Linked DNA regions of Mus musculus: regions 1, 2 and 3 are each linked to region 4. The links are chromatin contacts, called in public HiChIP or PLAC-seq and promoter capture Hi-C maps. All regions are on one chromosome and are shown on one strand. The core of a region is the stretch at or near the end of the contact, and the rest is flanking DNA. Distances in the headings are between cores, read along the strand shown.

Region 1 (4,174 bases), core at 200-2,699, 460 kb after region 4:
CATATAAATATACTAAAGATAGTGGGAGCTAAACTGGGTCTCCAGAGGCTCATACCTAAAATGCAGCATTCGAATGGCTAGAACAAGAAGGTTTCATGTGAGGTTGTGGCTAGTAAGAGACCCTGTCTCAAAAGACTATTTAAAGTGGACTGTGGAGAGCTGAGGAGGTGGTTCGGCAGTTAAGCTTGACATGTTGGAGTTTGGATCATCAAAACCCACATAAATACTGGCGACTATGAAGGCTAGCCTGTGATCCCAGCCATGGATGGAGACTGGATCCCTGAAGCTAGCTAGCTCTAAAGACTAGCCTAATAGGCGGACTTTGGTTTTGATTGGGAGATCCTGCCTTAAAGAATGGGGGAGAAGAGCCACTGAGGAAGATTGGCAACATCAACATTGGGCCTCCATTTGCATGAAGGTTTTTAATAGAGAAATGAACAGAAACTAAATATTCAAGTTTTAAACTTAAACCTCGAATGGAGACACACACCTGTAATCCCAGCACTCAGGAAGTAGAGGCAGAAGAATCAGAGTTTGAGACAATCTTGGCCCACACTGTACTGTCTCAAGAAACAAAACACTGTGACCACAATGGTATGAAAGCAATACATATTCAGAAGAAAGCCTAATGCAAGTTTGAATGCTGACCTTTTCCTGGGCTACAAATATCCTCTCATGATCTGCAGAGGCAGCCTGCCACATTAGCTCCCAGGCAGCCACAAGATCATGAGAGTAAACAACCCACACCATACAGGGGATCCTTTCTAGCAAAGGTAGTTAGCCCAACCTGGGATCTGCTTTTGGGACAATTTACCAATTACATCATAATGCAAAGTAAGCTGCCACCAATAGAATGAGACAATTGTCACCTAAGTTAGGAATAAAAACTTTTTGGCCACACATACTTGCTAGCTGGTATGGGTTTAGCATACCCTTTTTGCAAATAGATTGCCTTGCTGAGTGACTTTCAATCTGTTCACCTGTTTATTTGTTCAACATCAAAAAATTCACATTCCCAACAATCTCTTTGCTGAACTATTATTTCCAGTAAGTTTAGATGTGTTAAATGTATTTATATCTGATGTTATTTTCAACTAAGAAGAGATTTACTGAGCTACAACCCCATCTTAAGTCAAAGAGTACCTATCAGTCACAAAAAATTAATTTAAATGTTGGTGGCTATCAACAGTGTGAACTTATTAGAGCCTTCATATCCACAAAAATTACCTACTCAAAGACTCTGAAACAGTATCCAACAGCAGACAGACTAGAATAGAGGTCAGAACATAAATAGTAACACACAAGGTAGACTTCAACCTTTCTTTTCTTTCTTTAAAAATAATTTAGTGTGTATATATGCCATCGGGCTAGATTTACACATAGTATTGAGTCACCCAGTGTGGGAACTGGGAACTGAGTCAAAACCAAACTCTGTTCCTTGCAAGAGCAGCACACATTCCTAACCACTGAGCCATCTCTTCCTCCCCTTTCTCTTCTCTCACACCTATAGCTTAGAGCTGAATGTCCCTCAGACATTCAAGTGTTCAAAGCAGACTGCAGAGCTGTGTCAGTACTAAGTAGTCTCTGGGAAGTAAGGCTTAGTAGAGAAAGCTAGGTCATCCCTGGCAGGCAATAGCAGGATATAAGGGCTCCAGTCCTTTCTTTCTAGCTTCTAGACATGGTGAATACTTTTGCTCCACTCCAGAATCCCGACCACACACCCCAAAGCCAAATGAATACATACTGAAACACTTAGAACCATAAACTGAAAGGAATCTTTCCTTTTAAGTTGTTCTCAAGAATTTTGTCATAGCTATAGAGAACTAACAAACCGTAGCAAAGCCACATACCAAAACTGTGTGGCAGAAGCACACAACAGAAACTGAGAAGAAAGGGGAAATGTGGGGCGATTCCTCGGAGGCTTTCCCTCCTAAACTGGCCCCAGAGCTGGCTCCAGCATGTGTTTCAAAACCCCTGGGACCTCAGAACAAGGCTCCTGTGATCAAGAGCCTGAGAAAAATCCTGTTATCAGGTGTTCTTGTTACCTCCCCACACCCATTTTCTCACCACTTTCATCCTGAGGGTAGTCCAAGTATAAGAACAGAGCCAATACTAGCCAAGATAATGGAATAGAGTGGGGCAAAACATGGCAAAAAACCCCCTCAGAGTTAGCTTTCTAAGACTAATTAAAAGAGCTCCTGGGGTGCCAAGTGGTGGTAGTGCACGCCTTTAATCCCAACACTTGGGAGGCAGAGGCAGGCAGATTTCTGAGTTCGAGGCCAGCCTGGTCTACAGAGTGAGTTCCAGGACAGCCAAGAGTCTCATACAGAGTCTTATACAGAGAAACCCAGTCTCGAAAAAAACCAAAAAACCAAAAGAGCTCCTGGGAGCTGAAGAGTTAAAAGATGGGGGAAGAGAGAAAAGAACAACAAAGGAATCCCTGAGAGGCTAGGCAGATGTTAAGAGCATTTGAAGCTCAAGGTTCAATTCCTATGTTCAATTCCCAGCACCCACATGGCAATTCAAAACCATCTGTAATTCCTGTTTCCAGAGATGATCTGGTACCCTCTTCAGGCCTCCCTGGGTGCCAGGAACACACATGGTGCACATATGTACATGCACATATAAAATAAATAAAACTAAAATGGGAATGTGAAATGGCTCACCAGGTAAACGCCAGCAAGCCTGATGATCTGAGGTCAGTCCTTGGGCCCCAACATAGAAGGAAAGAAACACACACACACACACACACACACACACACACACACTTGAAAAAGTGAGCCAGGGGAGCTGGAGAGACGGCTCAGCAGTTAAGAGCACTGACTGCTCTTTCAGAGGTCCTGAGTTCAATTCCCAGCAAACCACATAGTGGCTCACAACTATCTGTAATGGGATCTAATGCTCTCTTCTGGTGTGTCTGAAGACAGCTACAGTGTATTCATATAAATAAAAATAAATCTTTTTTAAAATAAAAATAAATAAAAATAAAAGAAAGAAAAGAAACAGTAAGCCAGGCAGTGGCGCACGCCTTTGATCCCACAAAGCATCCAGAAGGCAGAGGCAGGAGGATCTCTTGAGTTCTAGGCCAGCCTGGTCTACAGAGTGAGTTCCAAGACAGCCAGGGCTATACAGAGAAACCTTGTCTCAAAAAAACAAAACAAAACAAAATCTTTTAAAAGAAACTCAGTTAATAGTGAAACATTCAGACATGTGAATTTACTCTTTTATGGGCTGTGCTTGTTAGTTACCTGTAATAGTTGCTGATTAACCCAACAGCACAAAGTTATCTTACCTGTTCTTTTAGTCTTAGTGCTTTTGTGTTAATATATTTATGTCTATAATTTTGCATTTATTTTTATATATTGTATGATGTGAATTTTATTTACTTTTGTTTGTTTGTTTGTTGAGACAGGATTTCTCTATGTAACCCTGTCCCAGAATCAGGCTGGCCTTGAACTCACAGAGATCTTCTGCCTCTTGAGTGCTGGGATTAAACACATACCACCACCCAGCGTAATGTCTCAGTCCCATGGGAAAAAACCTTAGGCTGGTGGTGCGCCTCAGTGATGGAGTGCTGACTATGTGCAAGGCCCTGGGTTTCATTCTCAATACCGGGTGAGTGGGGTGGGTATATACGTGTGATTATCCTTTTCCCACTCAACTGTCTTTGGTTCATTTGTCAGAAATAAGTTCTCCAGAGCTAATGCAGTGGCAGCACCCTTTAGTCCCAGCGGTCAGAGGTAGAGAGAGGAAGATCAGGAATTCAAAGTTATCCTTAGCTATAGCAAATTCCAGGCTACCCAGCGGTACATAAACACTCTGTTCCAGGAAAATTAAAGAGTTACTCATGCATGCATGAGTCTGTCTCTGAACTGTTTTCTGTCCCAATGATCTACTTGTTTGTCTTACTGCCATCAACATTACTTTCTTGACTGCAGCAGCTCTACACTAAATGGAGAAATAGTCCTCCAACTCTGTTTTCTCGTTTTGTTTTGGTTTTTTGGAGACAAGGTCTAACAAGCTGGCCTTGAATTCAAGATCTTCCTGTCTTAGCCTCCCAAATGTTGACATTACAGGAACAGCTTATCATGCCTAATTCTTCTGTCCATTTATTGACTAGACAGTTTGGGTTTTTATGTTTGCTTGGTTAGTATTGTTTGAAACAGGGTTTCCT
Region 2 (4,227 bases), core at 681-3,180, 290 kb after region 4:
CATTGTAGCTGTCTTCAGACACTCCAGATGTGTCAGATCTCATTACGGATGGTTGTGAGCCACCACGTGGTTGCTGGGATTTGAACTCTGGACCTTCGGAAGAGCAGTCAGGTGCTCTTACCCACTGAGCCATCTCACCAGCCCGAGAACTAATTCTTAAGTCCTCCCCTACACAGATACACATAGCTGATATCTGCATAAATATTTAAAAATCAGAAACAATTTTAAAGTTTAACAAAGACCAAGTTAAATGCACAGAAGTATTCTAAGAGCACGGAAGTTTAGATTTGAGAACCTAAGGTTAAGGCTAAGGATGTAAGCCAGGAGAAAATCATCTGCGTGTGTAGAACTTAAGGCTCCTACTCAACATGGTCAGAAGCCAGAGGGTTTACTCTGGATGGATGCAGAAGAACGCATCTATTATCTTAGCACTAGATTGAGAAAGAGAGACAAGGAATACAAGTTCAATGGTAGCTTAGGCTAGATTGAGGTCCTGCCTTCAAACAAATAGACTCTCTTAAGAGATGCCTACAACACATACTCTTGGGTATGTCCTAATGTACTTCTAAGTACCTCCCTTTCTCTTAATCCTCATGCTTAAATTAAACCTATGGTTAAAATACCTTTTGTAAAATCCCAACTTCATGTCTAGATAGACAGAGAGACAGAAATGCAAACAATAACAAAATTTATATTTTGTTAAAACACATAAAATACAAAAAGCTTATATACAAAAGTATTTCAGAGTTTTAGGAAAATAGTATTACATGCAAATATTAAATGCAGTTCATTTAAATGCAGTTCATTTCTAACCAGCGTTAACAGTTAAACTTTCTTTTTGTCTTTATATTCATAAACTTTAAATAAACAAAAACAAAAAGTATCACTAATATAGCTGGTCTTCAACCTCCTATATAGCCCAGGCTGGCATTGAACTTGCCAGGGCTATACATATAAATCCTGTCTCAAAACAAACAAACAAAGAAAGCAACAAAACAAAACAAAAAACCTTGAGATGCTAGATATATTTCTACTAACTCTCAAAAAGATCTAGATCTATTCATAGTGTATATAGAAGCAACATTAAAATGTTTAGCTGATTAGGTCAGTACACAGCATATAAAATATAACCCGAAGTTATTTTAAAATAAGTTATTTTCCTTCACTCAATTTGGGGGAAGGGTGGTTTACTGTTGTTTGAAACAGGGTTTCTTTGTATGGTTCTGGCTGGCTGTTAGCTCTGTAGACCAGGCTGGCCTTGAACTCAAGAGATCCATCAGTCTTTGCCTCCCCTGAGATTAAAGGCATAAGCCACCACTGCCCAGTTATTTTATTTCTTAAAAAGAATAAAATTTAAATCCTAAAATTCAAATGTGATTTTTATCTAAACTGAAGTTACCCATGCAGTAGTACTTTCACACTCAACATGCATACATTATGGGTAAATGGTGTTAAAACTAACAGAGCTCCAGTCCAGCACACAATGCTTTACAAATAAGGAGTTCACAACAGTCTGGAACTTCTTTTTATACCCATGCAACAACAACTAGTACAAAGTTATACAACTGTCAGAAGGTGGGGATTTAGCTCAGTGGTAAAGCACTTGCCTAGCAAGCATAAAGCTCTAGGTTCAGTCCCCAACACCAGTGAAGAGAGGAAGTGAGGGAAGGAAAGGAGGGAGGGGAAGGAGAGGAAACTCATTGGTGAGATTCTCAAAACTCCAGTTAACTCCGCAATAAATTAAATGATTCAAAAACGGCATTATTGAAGAAAACACTATTCCTGATATTCCTGCCATTTTATAAGGTAATGTATCTGTCACTAGAAACAGGAACAGGAAAGAATTTCTGTCTCAGTCTGTTTTGCACGTTTGTCCTTGACACACTCTTTAGATTTTGTTCGTTTGTTTGTTTGAGATAAGGTCTCCTAGCAACCACGGCTAGCCTGGAGATCCTCAGGTAGAGAAGGCTGGCCTTCAACTCAGGACCCGACTGCCTCTGCTTTGCCTTGTGAGTGCCAAAATTAAAGATATGTGTCTCTCTGCCTGCGAAGATTTATTTATGTTTGTGTGTATGGATGTTTTGCCTGTATGTATTTGTGCAACATGAGAATGCAGTACCCACTGAGCAATAATGGGCACCAGATCCTCTGGGATTGGAACTATGTAGCTGGTTGTTAGCAACCATGTACATGTGGGAATTCAAGCCAGGTCCTCTTCAAGAGGTGTAAGTACTCTTAACTTGATACACTTAAAACAACAACAACAAAGTTGGCCTACAAGTCAACAGCCAATAAAAATGTTTCAAACAAAACTTCAAGTCTCTCCATTAGTATGGCAGGAATGAGCATTTTCCTTGGGTGCTCTCAGGTATAACGCACAAAATACAAGGTTACCTGTCCGAGAGGTTCTACAGTCATACTTTCACACATAGGAACAAGCATGCAGGCACCCAAAAAGAACCAGTTATGGACTAAATAACCCTTATGATCACCACCACTTGCAGCACTGTCACTATAGTGGTGTAGTCAAGTAATTACCCAGAAAAAAAATGTGGTTGCTAATTGTCCTTGGATTATGACCACAAGCAAAGTCCTAGGAAAGGATTACCTATCCCACTTACTTAAAGATTCTCAAACTAAGAAATCCTGGTAATAAGGAATACCTTCAAGTAGAAATTATAAGAATTTGTATTGTCATTCTTTCTGAACAAATTTCTATTATTTTAAATTCCAAAGCCAATATTCCTTTTAATTTGATAAATCTTTTAAATTTTTGAAAATCTTTTTACCTTTACTTTACATATTTGAAGTGATTTTCTATTTGACCAATTATAGACCTTATATTTCAATTACACAACAGACAAAGTTTAAAGTTAGTTGCTCCCTTTATAACATAAAAAGTAAATTGCATCCAAAAAAAAAAAGCCCTTTTGTTCAACACAGCATAGGAAAATGGTAATAGTGATAACTGCACTTACTCTTCACCCCTTTCTTCCCCTTTCGCTCCTTCTTGTACTGTTCCTTCAGTTTACTTATTAGCCCCTGGTCTACATCCCAAACCTCAGCAGTTGGGGAGAGGTCATCTTTATCTACATGCAGCATATTATTAAAAGAAAAGAAATCAGCAGTTGGCAATGCAAGCTGTTGGCAGTAAACTGTTAAAGGCTTTACATCATCATAATAAAGATGTTATAATAGCATATACTCAAAACACTTTAAAGGTGCAGTCTCAAGTTTGGTATTCACAATGTAAATGTTCTTAAGTTCCTAAGTATTTAATATCATCAACAGGTAAACAAAACTTCATTTTTATATATGGCAAATTTGAGTATTTCACAAATGGACTAACATTAAAAATATAATATTAAAAAATAGACCACTGCATCTTTATAAAAATGTTAAAAAAACTATTCAGCCAGCATCATATAAGCAAATGAATGAATTGCATGCAAATTAATAAAGTGCAAGCTGTAAAAGTCAGTGCCACTTCACTGATGAAATCAGTCATGCATCCCTGTCATAATAGTTCTGCATGCACAGGGTAACTGTACTATGGCAGAAAGGTATTCTAGTCCAACATATACATAGAGTTTCCAAATACAATGTCTCAGATTATTCACACAAAGCATTCAAAGAACACCACCTGTGTCCATCCCTTCATAACCGTTCAACATTTTGTTACCTTTTTTCCAGTAAAAATAACACAAATAAGCAAATTCATATTCCACTGAAGTTTTGACTTGAGCTATTTTTTTTTTCATGGTAAAACAGTGATAAGCACAGAGAAGTTAAAACACATACTGCTCTATACTTGGTAGTATTTTTCTTGTGTGTTTTCAGTAATATTTAAGTAAATACTTATGATGGGGGAGGCAAATAAACTCATAGTAAACTAGAGAACTCTTAGAACAAAATAGTATAAAAATAATTTTCTTAGACTTATTTTACTCATTAAGGATTTTTCTTCATTGAGTTTTAAGGCAACTTTATTATTATTAAATTTAATAGTTACACATGAACTGTTTTAGAGTCCCATTAATAAATAAAAAATCATATTCAAGCTCTTAGTTTTTATACTAAATAGTAAGATTTTAGTTTTAAATTCTGGTAGCTAAGCATATTTTGTTTTCTAAATCTCATAAGTGCCGTAGGCCTCATTCAATCATAGAGAGTAAGAGAAAGGTTTTCCTGTCTCTCTGGATTGATGTGTAAAAGTAAGCATAACAA
Region 3 (4,307 bases), core at 721-3,220, 390 kb after region 4:
GTGCCTGCCTGCTAGCCTTAAAGGTGTGCACCACCAATCCAGACCACATGGTTCATTTCACCCTTCCTTCCTCACCATGTTGTATATTTTAGTCCAGGGTAACCATTTAAACCACAGCAGATCCAAATCTCAGGACTCACACATGATTGGTTCTCTTTAGCACGTCACCCCAGAGAATCCTGAGGCAATTTAGGGAGGCTCCGCTCTAGTTCCTGCTCTCCATGGGGAGGGCAACGCTCCTGAAGCCCACTCTTCAGTGCCAAAGAAGCTGCTGGAGCAGCGGCTGCCCCTAGGATGCTCTCTTCAGCCTCAAAGTTTGAACTCAAGTGGTTACCACATTTGAAACCTGGTTCTCACAGCACTCAGCGCCATCAGTCTTTGAGGGGCTTTTCCTGTTCTGCTCACACAGAGCTGGCAGAGTGAGGGTGAGTCTGAGTGTGGTAACAGAGAAGGGGTGTCAGAGCCCAGGAAGCCCCTTTCTTCCCTGTGCCATTTAAGGCTGAGGTTCCCTGCGCTGGGCTTTGAGAAATAGTTGAGAAATATTTACATTTCTCCTCAGCGCACACTACTGTTCTGCTTCCAGCTGAGACTTACAAAACCAGACAGATGGGATTTAAACAGGAATGTCCCAAACACGAGAAATCAATTCAGGAGTTCTGGCTTGTTGAAACCCTCACTCCAGTCCCCTTGGTGCAGTGGTGTCCACTGAGCAAACCGTCCCCCTGAGACTGAGCACCTCAGTCGCCCTATGTGGAATAAGCGCCTCACAGCATCCTCCCGAGTGCTGACTGTGACGCACCACCCCCAGCTCTTAGCTTTGCATGTGTTCTCTGACATCCAAGGTACCACTCCTTCTGCTACTATCTCTTCCAAAGCCCTCTCTCTGTCTCGTCCTACTCACGTTGTCCCTTGCGTCTTGGTTATGTTAGTCAAAAGTAGTAACAAGTTTCACGAAGCAGCAGGAGTTAGGGCTCGTCTCCCCCGGTGCTGAGCTGGGCGTGGTCCACTGGGTGAGCACTAGCCTAGCATTCCTAAGGCTCTGCGTCAACCCCAGGAAAGCAAGCTAGTAAGAAACACAGACAAACCCACAGCTTATATTCATACTTTAAATTTTTTTTTTTTTTTAGATTTGATGCATTTGGGTGTTTTGTTTGTATGTATTTCTGTGTGTCACATCTGTCCCTAACACCCAAAGGAGTTCAGAAGAGGGTTTCACATCTCCTGGCTCTAGAGTTACAGATGTTTGTGAACTGCTATGTGGTGTTCTTAACTGTTGAGCCATCTCTCCATCTCCCTAGAAGAAGTGATTTTGGTGTCTAGGCTGGGCTGTGCCTTGCAGTTGTTCTGAAATTCCATTTGACCTGTTTTGTTCCATTCTTTCACTTACTAAAGACGATTAACACACCATATTCTTATTTAACAATCCTGTAGGACTGAGTATGTGGGAAGGCAGAGGCAGAAGGGTCAGGAGGTCAAGGCCATCTCCAACTACCATAGCAAGCTCAAGGCAAGTGAGGCCACCTAAGATCCTAATCAGGAAAATAAAACATAGAAGAAGCCGATGTTTTAGGAGCAGGAGATCAGCTCTGTGTGTAGGTCACATCTAGTGTTCTGTTACAGTTTGCCTTCCTTAGAAATCCATGTTCTTGGGTTTCCATGTTGAGAAACCTGGGATTTAGTAAAGTTGTATGTGGTCTTCAGGGTCAGTCATGTTCAACCCAGGCTGAAGGAAGTTCTTTCCCTGGTTGCTTGAATTAATGGACCACAGTCCAGTTCATTCTTGCTTCCTCCTGTTCCAAATGCCAGAGCTGAACTATTTGCCTGTGTCTATTGCCTTGATATATAGGCTTGGCATATAGGATACATTTTTGGTCCCTGGCATATGGCCCAAACACTACTAATCTTGGCTCCACCAGTGTGTACAAGTTGCTCATAATCCAAATCAAGATATGAACAACAGCTGGATTCCTATTTTAAAGGAGGCATGTGACTGCAGGGAGCCGTCAGATGTCAGGCCTTTGCTTTGCATTGAGATCCGGTCTGGGTTTGCTCGTTAGGACTCCAGCCAGATAGCCAGGCAGTTGTGAGCTCACAAGACATGACCTCACTGGCTCACTCGTGTTTCCAGGAGGCTGGGAAAGACAGGCTCGCCACAGGACCTTGTCCTTGCAATGTGGGGGTGCCAGTGGCTGATATGCTTCAGCAATAAAGTCTGATTCGAGTTTCAGAACACTCCGCAGTTGTTCAAGGAGACATCCAAACAACGGCTGTTTGTTTTGCTGAAGATGTAGGAGTTTGATCAGTGAGACAATTTAAACAGATAAAATGGGATTTCCTGATACAGAGACCAGGAAAATAAGCCATTAAAGCCCACTGCTCTCCATGCCTACAGAGCCCAAGGGCCTGTTTCATTCAGCCACCCGAGCTGCTTACCTTCTTTTTATTTTTTGAGACAGGCTGCTGCTGTCTATCCCAGGCAGGCCTCTAGCTTGCTTTGAGGTGGAAAATGACCTTGAACTTGTGATCCTTCCTGTCCTCACCTCCCCAGAGTGGAGATTACAGGTGTGCATTCCTGCTCCTAGTTTAGAGGGCGCTGGGATCAAACCCAGGGTGTCACAAGCGCTAGCCAGGCAAGCACTGCCCACTGAGCTGCACCCAAGCCCAGCTTCAGCTCAATTTGCCTGACTGGGTTCCCATTTTGTAGCTTAGAAACTCTGGCCACTGGTTCTGATGAACAGAGCTGAACCTAACTTCATTCCAGTCCTACTTTGGCCTAGGACAAAGCAATCATCTATATAATTGGAAGATATTATTAATAGGTATATCAGAGCAAAGGTTTTTTTTTTTTTTTCTGGGTCACTTAGGGACAGTTCCCATCGGCTCCTGAAAAAGTTTATTCTGCTAGAGGGCTATTTGCACAGAACTTAATGAGATGTTAACAGAGTCTAATGGAAACTGAAGTCATTCACAGGCTGTCCCATTCTCTGTATTCAGACTTCACTGAACAAGTACAATAGAGACTTTGAATATCAGGAATTGAACAATGTCAGGCAATGATTTGTTTGGCAAATATTCACTAATTATAAACTCACTGGTGTTTCTAATCACCAATTTGTCCAATGAAGTTTTTCCTTTGAAGCAGTTGTTTCTTTTTTTTCAAACAGCTCTTTAAAAACAGAATCTCAGGTTTCAAATGTAAAATTAAGAAACATCCAACCATGGCAACCATCTTGCTCCATAATTAGATGCTCAGATGAAAGGATTCTCAGGGAGTCTAGTTTTCTAGTTCCTCACTGCCAGTGCCCTCTTCTTCCTCTAGCTTTCCCGGAAGAGCTTCACCAAGTTAAGGTTTCAGAATCTGAAAGAGATTCCACAGCCGGGCATGGTGGCGCACGCCTTAAATCCCAGCACTCGTGAGGCAGAGGCAGGCGGATTTCTGAGTTCGAGGCCAGCCTGGTCTATGGAGTGTGTTCCAGGACAGCCAGGGCTATACAGAGAAACCGTGTCTCAAAACAAACAAACAAAAAACCCAACCAACCAGGGCTGGAGAGATGGCTCAGTGGGTAAGAGCACTGACTGCTCTTCTGAAGGTTCTGAGTTCAAATCCCAGCAACTATATGGTGGCTCACAACCACCTGTAATAGGATCTGATGCCCTCTTCTGGTATGACTGAAGACAGCTACAGTGTACTCCTATATATAAAATAAATAAATCTTAACAAAAAAAAGGAAAAACAAAACAAAACAAAAAACAAACAAACAAACAAAACCTCAACCAACCAACCAAAGAAACAAACAAAAAGAGAGTCTACTTGTGAAACTCAGAGCTTGGGTCTTGGAGGAGTTTAGCCTCAGCTTCTGTATTCTTTTCTCTCTCGACTATTTTCCTTCTGCCTGGCAGAGAAGACAGCTGATGCTGCGGTCCAAGAATGTTGTGGATAGGTGGAGAGGAGCCTGGAGAACAGAGCTGTTAGCCCAGCCGGCTCTGCCTTGTTCCTGCCCTGTGACCTTGGCCAGACTCTGGACTGTTTGCTTCTGAGTAGAATGAAATACGTATTAAGGCACTCATCACAATGCCGGGACCCTGAGCGTCCCACAGCAGTGCTGCTGTTACCGAGGCTGGATTGTCACTTGCGTGTGCGCTGGCACTTACATTGTACCCCACGCCTGCCGTTCTGCATTGGGAGGCAGCTCAGTGCTGGAGTGGTGCCTAACGTGCAAGGTGCTGAGTTCCATCCTTAGCACAAATACATACACTCATACGCTAGTGCTTGTATACTCGCGCGCACACACACACACACACACACA
Region 4 (4,014 bases), core at 543-3,042:
CTGATGCTGCCTCTGGTATTGAGATTTTTGTGATGCTGACAGTTATACTCAGGATTTTTCCTGCCTTTCAATTCTTTAACAGGAAGAGACAATGAACCAATCAAGACCTCTTGACTATATCAACTGAACTACACTGCCTACCCCAGAATATTTAACTTTTTTTGAAGGTCAGCTTGAGACTTTCAGTTCCCGAGAAAGATAAAACTTACTGGAGAGAAAGTGCAACGGATTGTAAAATACATAGGAACATTTATTTAGTTTCTGCCTTCAATATATATTTAACAGGTACATAATATTAATGTGGAAAATTAAGTAGTAAAACAAAAGAAGGGCAAAATATGTGGCTATATCATTCTCTTTTCCTGTTTGTTTTGCTTTTTCGAGACACGGTTTCTCTGTATAGCCCTGGCTGTACTGGAACTCACTCTGTAGACCAGGCTGGCCTCGAACTCAGAAATCCGCCTGCCTCTGCCTCCCAAGCGCTGGGATTAAAGGCATGTGCCACCACTGCCCTGCGACTACATCATTCTTAATTTTTGTTTTTATTTTATTTTATGTGTTCGGGTATTTTGCCTGCGTGTATGCACATCTTGTGTGCTCAGTACCTGAGGAGACCGGATTCCCTGAAACTCAAGTTCCAGGTTGTGAACCATCATGTGGGTGCTGTAATTGAATCCAGGACCAATGGAAACGCAGCCACTGCTCTTTGCTGCTGGTCCTTGTCTCCAGACCTTCAATTACTGTTGAACGAATGTAAACAACCTAGCCAACTAAGATACATTCACACATTCATTTACCCTGCCTGTTTCTGTATTTAGAATATATTCCATTCCTAACACAAATTTGGCAGTATCAAATAGTCTTAATCTGAATATTCAGCTGTTTATAACGTTAAAAAAAATTCCTCCCCCTTTTGCCCTCCCTATTTACCAATCACACTGCCAGATTTGATTAATTAGTACAGTTTGCTCTCCCATCCTGAAACTTTGTATTGCCACAGGCACACACATACATACTTCAAGAGAAGGGCATTACATAGTCCTTCTAAAGTTGGCTTCTTAGTATTTCAAAATCTTATCTTTGAACGCTTTCAGTATCAGCATACAAAATCCAATAGCTGAGGAGTCATACTTTATTGTTAAACATCATTTCCCACTGTTAAAAAACGTTACATCGGTTAAAAATTACAATCTACCTTCGTGTTAGGTATCTAGATTCTAGAAATCCAGCAAATCTTTCAAGTTGTGTTTTGAAAGGCGCTGAGGAAGCGCCGCTAGGATAAATCAAGTGCGAATCCGTTCTATCAGGTGTTAGTTGACCCGCTATTAATCCTAGCTCTAATGCTTACAGTTCTGATCTTTCAGATATCTGCCTAAAAGATCTAAATGCTTGTGGAAGTCTCTTAAACCCCCTCAAATGTAATCCTTTCAGAAACTCCAGACATCTCTGGGATTAAAATTTTCATTCTGGCCCTCGCTGAAGAAAACCGACCTCCCAGAGCCAAGCGAGGAACTTTTAGGACAATAGGGAAGTGTGATGCAAAAGAATTCCTTGCGGGAGAGGGCCGGGAGAATTCGCCTTCGCGCGCCTTCTCATTAGCATGGGCAAGCCTCCTCCCAGCGTGTGGCCTGTTGGGGGGTGACTGGTGCGCTCCGCACGCCTCCGCGGACGTGCAGGACCGGGAGTTGTTTTCCTGGCCGGGTCCGCGCAGCCACCCCTGCGCGCACGCCCGAACTTCATTCCCACCCCCACCCCGAAAGCCAAGGCGCAGACGCAGCCTCCCTGCGTCCACTTCCCCGGGGAGGGGCCGAGCAGCCGTGGGTTCCGGGTCGCAAACGGAAGTGGACGACGAATTTGAATTGTGCGAGCCGTTGGATGGGGCTGAGCGGGTTGGGCGTACGGCAGCGCTGCGGTCGACGTGAGCGGTAACGCGGCGAGCCTGGGACTTGTGCCCCGCGCCTGGTGAAGACGTGCCCGGGGACAGACGGAGGTGTCACGGGCGGCCGGGTAGGTGTGAGCGGTAGGGGGCTTCTCCACGCGCTGGACGTCCGCGCCCTGCCGCTGTCGAGCCCCGAGCTGCTCTTTATTAATTAAAGAGGGAAGGGGGGAGGGCTTCACGGAGGGGTGCCCGTTGTGGCTCCCAGTTGCTCTTGAGACCGGTCCCTCACCGCAGAGAAATGACAGCCTTGAAATGCCTCGAGGGGATTTAAGCTGAAATCCGAGTATCCTTTGTGTTTAAAACCGGGGTATTTTTCTTTCACACCTTGACACTTCTTGTGTACCGCAAAAATCCGAGCCCTATTGCTCATTTAAACTGGCTACAGTAGCAGCGGTGGCTCACAGATGTTAAGTTTGCTAACAATGGGGATAGGGTCTAGTGTCACCCCCAACCCCCACCCGTTCCGTCCCGTCCCCGCTTTTCACCCTCTTCATTCATTTGGTGATTGTTATTATCGAGTTATTTTAGAGGGACTCAGTGCCTCAGGAATTGAGTTTTCTTCGGGCGTTTTTGCTTGTTTGTTTTTTTGTTGTTTTTGTTGTTCATCTTTTATGATGAACTGGACTCTCACAAACCCCGACAAAAAGCCACACTTTTTTGAATAGCTGAGATGTACACGGTAAACATAAACTTTCTTTTGAAACAAGTTATATACTTTGCCTTATTAAAAACTGACAGGTTGCTTGTGTGTTTTGTAGAAAAAAGGTAACATCCTTTTAAGGTTTTACCAACTGGGTGACGGTGTCGTTAAAAATGCTTAAACATTTTAAAGTGGTACTTAGTAACATCCGAAGTAAGACCATTTCTTCATCCTCTTTCATGCCTGCTAATGAATGCTGTTTTCGATATTCAAGTAGGAAAAAAATTAAAAAGGAAGATCATTGAAAGTGTTTTCAATGAGTCTGCCACAAAGCTATTGGCTGGCCTTTCTCAAACAGTGCAGTCAGATCTGCTAGCTTCCTAAATGGTACCAGCAAGTAACCTGTTGTAGATTTTCTGTATCCTAATGTGCCTTTTGTTTGTTTGTTTGGTTGGTTGTGTTTTGTTGTTGTTTACCCACATCAGTAAATGTCACACTTCATTGTATGCATACTCCTTCCTATAAGGGCTCCCAAGCTGATGGCCTGTACTCAAACATCAGAGATTTTAACTTTCTAGAGGATGGACTTGGATAATGCCTTTTAACTGAAAAGTTAGACTAGTCTACCAGAGGTTTCAAAACATGGACTTCCTAGAACAACCTGGTAATATATTAGTTAAAGACATACAACTAGAACCAGACTTCTTGCTTAGAATTCCCATCCCTAGGACCTCATAGCTGTGTGACCTTGACTAGGGAAGCTGTTTAGCCTCTCTGATTAAAGTCTCTTAGGTAATGGGGATAAAGACTTCCTTGTGTGATTATTGTGGGAATTCTAGGAACTATTACATGTATGAGAACAAGATGCCAAAAATATAGCTACTAACCATGATGTAACTATAGCATGCATTTCCTTTTTTTTCCCCCTTTTTTCTTTTTTTCTTTTCAGTTTTTCGAGACAGGGTTTCACTGTGTAGCCCTGGCTGTCCTGGAACTCACGCTGTAGACCAGGCTGGCCTCGAACTCAGAAATCCGCCTGCCTCTGCCTCCCGAGTGCTGGGATTAAAGGCGTGCGCCACCACCACCCGGCACAATGTCTTTTTTTTTTAATTATAATTATTATTTATTTAATGTATACGAGCACTCTGTAGCCTCCCAAGTGCTGGGATTAAGTGTGTGCGCTACCATGCCCAGCTCTGAGTTATGTTCTTTCTTTATGCATCCCAAATGTAAATCCTTTGTCAGATACATTCAGCAAATGTTTTTTCATTGCACATCTTTCCATTTTCTTAACTTGGAAAATTCTTCCTTTGTCAGGATCAAAACTAGTTTTTCTCTTAGAGCGTTAATGTTTTTGGTGTAGTTTTTCTGTATGGAAGTCGGTGTTTATTTTTTCCTCCCAAACAAAAAGTCAGTTTTTTCTATAGTATTTATT

Evidence for each region. Promoter capture Hi-C pulls out the DNA fragments that hold promoters and counts their contacts. HiChIP or PLAC-seq counts read pairs in DNA pulled down with a chosen protein or histone mark.
Region 1: a contact with region 4 is called in a promoter capture Hi-C map of pre-B cells. The contact joins the enhancer-like site here to the promoter of G2e3 in region 4. A contact is called at or near these places in 1 of 39 promoter capture datasets (pre-B cells) and 1 of 115 datasets of contacts at active chromatin or transcription factors (epiblast stem cells).
Region 2: an H3K27ac HiChIP or PLAC-seq map of epiblast stem cells shows a contact between it and region 4. The contact joins the enhancer-like site here to the promoter of G2e3 in region 4. A contact is called at or near these places in 3 of 39 promoter capture datasets (the C10 cell line and the HPC-7 cell line), 2 of 115 datasets of contacts at active chromatin or transcription factors (epiblast stem cells and extraembryonic endoderm stem cells) and 1 of 9 other capture datasets (liver).
Region 3: an H3K27ac HiChIP or PLAC-seq map of embryonic stem cells shows a contact between it and region 4, with 7 times the contacts expected there. The contact joins the enhancer-like site here to the promoter of G2e3 in region 4. A contact is called at or near these places in 11 of 39 promoter capture datasets (the C10 cell line, the HPC-7 cell line, cranial neural crest and 7 more), 1 of 484 Hi-C or Micro-C datasets (Th2 cells), 2 of 115 datasets of contacts at active chromatin or transcription factors (embryonic stem cells and pancreatic cancer cells) and 1 of 9 other capture datasets (liver).

What each region holds. Positions count from the first base shown.
Region 1 is chr12:51,810,067-51,814,240 of GRCm38.p6, forward strand. The region is part of intron 2 of Hectd1 (HECT domain E3 ubiquitin protein ligase 1); the gene reads right to left. Among named protein-coding and RNA genes, the nearest start is that of Gm5785, 16 kb to the right of the region's middle. Within about 2 kb of position 1,450, at least 99 of the 459 cell types and tissues checked have an H3K27ac peak or open chromatin away from gene starts, as enhancers often do. A contact at or near this core is called in pre-B cells, where this site is marked.
Region 2 is chr12:51,640,126-51,644,352 of GRCm38.p6, forward strand. Strn3 (striatin, calmodulin binding protein 3) reads right to left here. Exons shown (of 18, transcript NM_052973.2): 8 at 2,979-3,089. Among named protein-coding and RNA genes, the nearest start is that of Ap4s1, 49 kb to the right of the region's middle. Within about 2 kb of position 1,931, at least 42 of the 459 cell types and tissues checked have an H3K27ac peak or open chromatin away from gene starts, as enhancers often do. A contact at or near this core is called in epiblast stem cells and extraembryonic endoderm stem cells, where this site is marked.
Region 3 is chr12:51,734,016-51,738,322 of GRCm38.p6, forward strand. All of the region lies in intron 5 of Ap4s1 (adaptor-related protein complex AP-4, sigma 1), which reads left to right. Among named protein-coding and RNA genes, the nearest start is that of Strn3, 44 kb to the left of the region's middle. Within about 2 kb of position 1,971, at least 107 of the 459 cell types and tissues checked have an H3K27ac peak or open chromatin away from gene starts, as enhancers often do. A contact at or near this core is called in embryonic stem cells and pancreatic cancer cells, where this site is marked.
Region 4 is chr12:51,346,438-51,350,451 of GRCm38.p6, forward strand. G2e3 (G2/M-phase specific E3 ubiquitin ligase) reads left to right here and starts at 1,793. Exons shown (of 15, transcript NM_001015099.2): 1 at 1,793-2,007.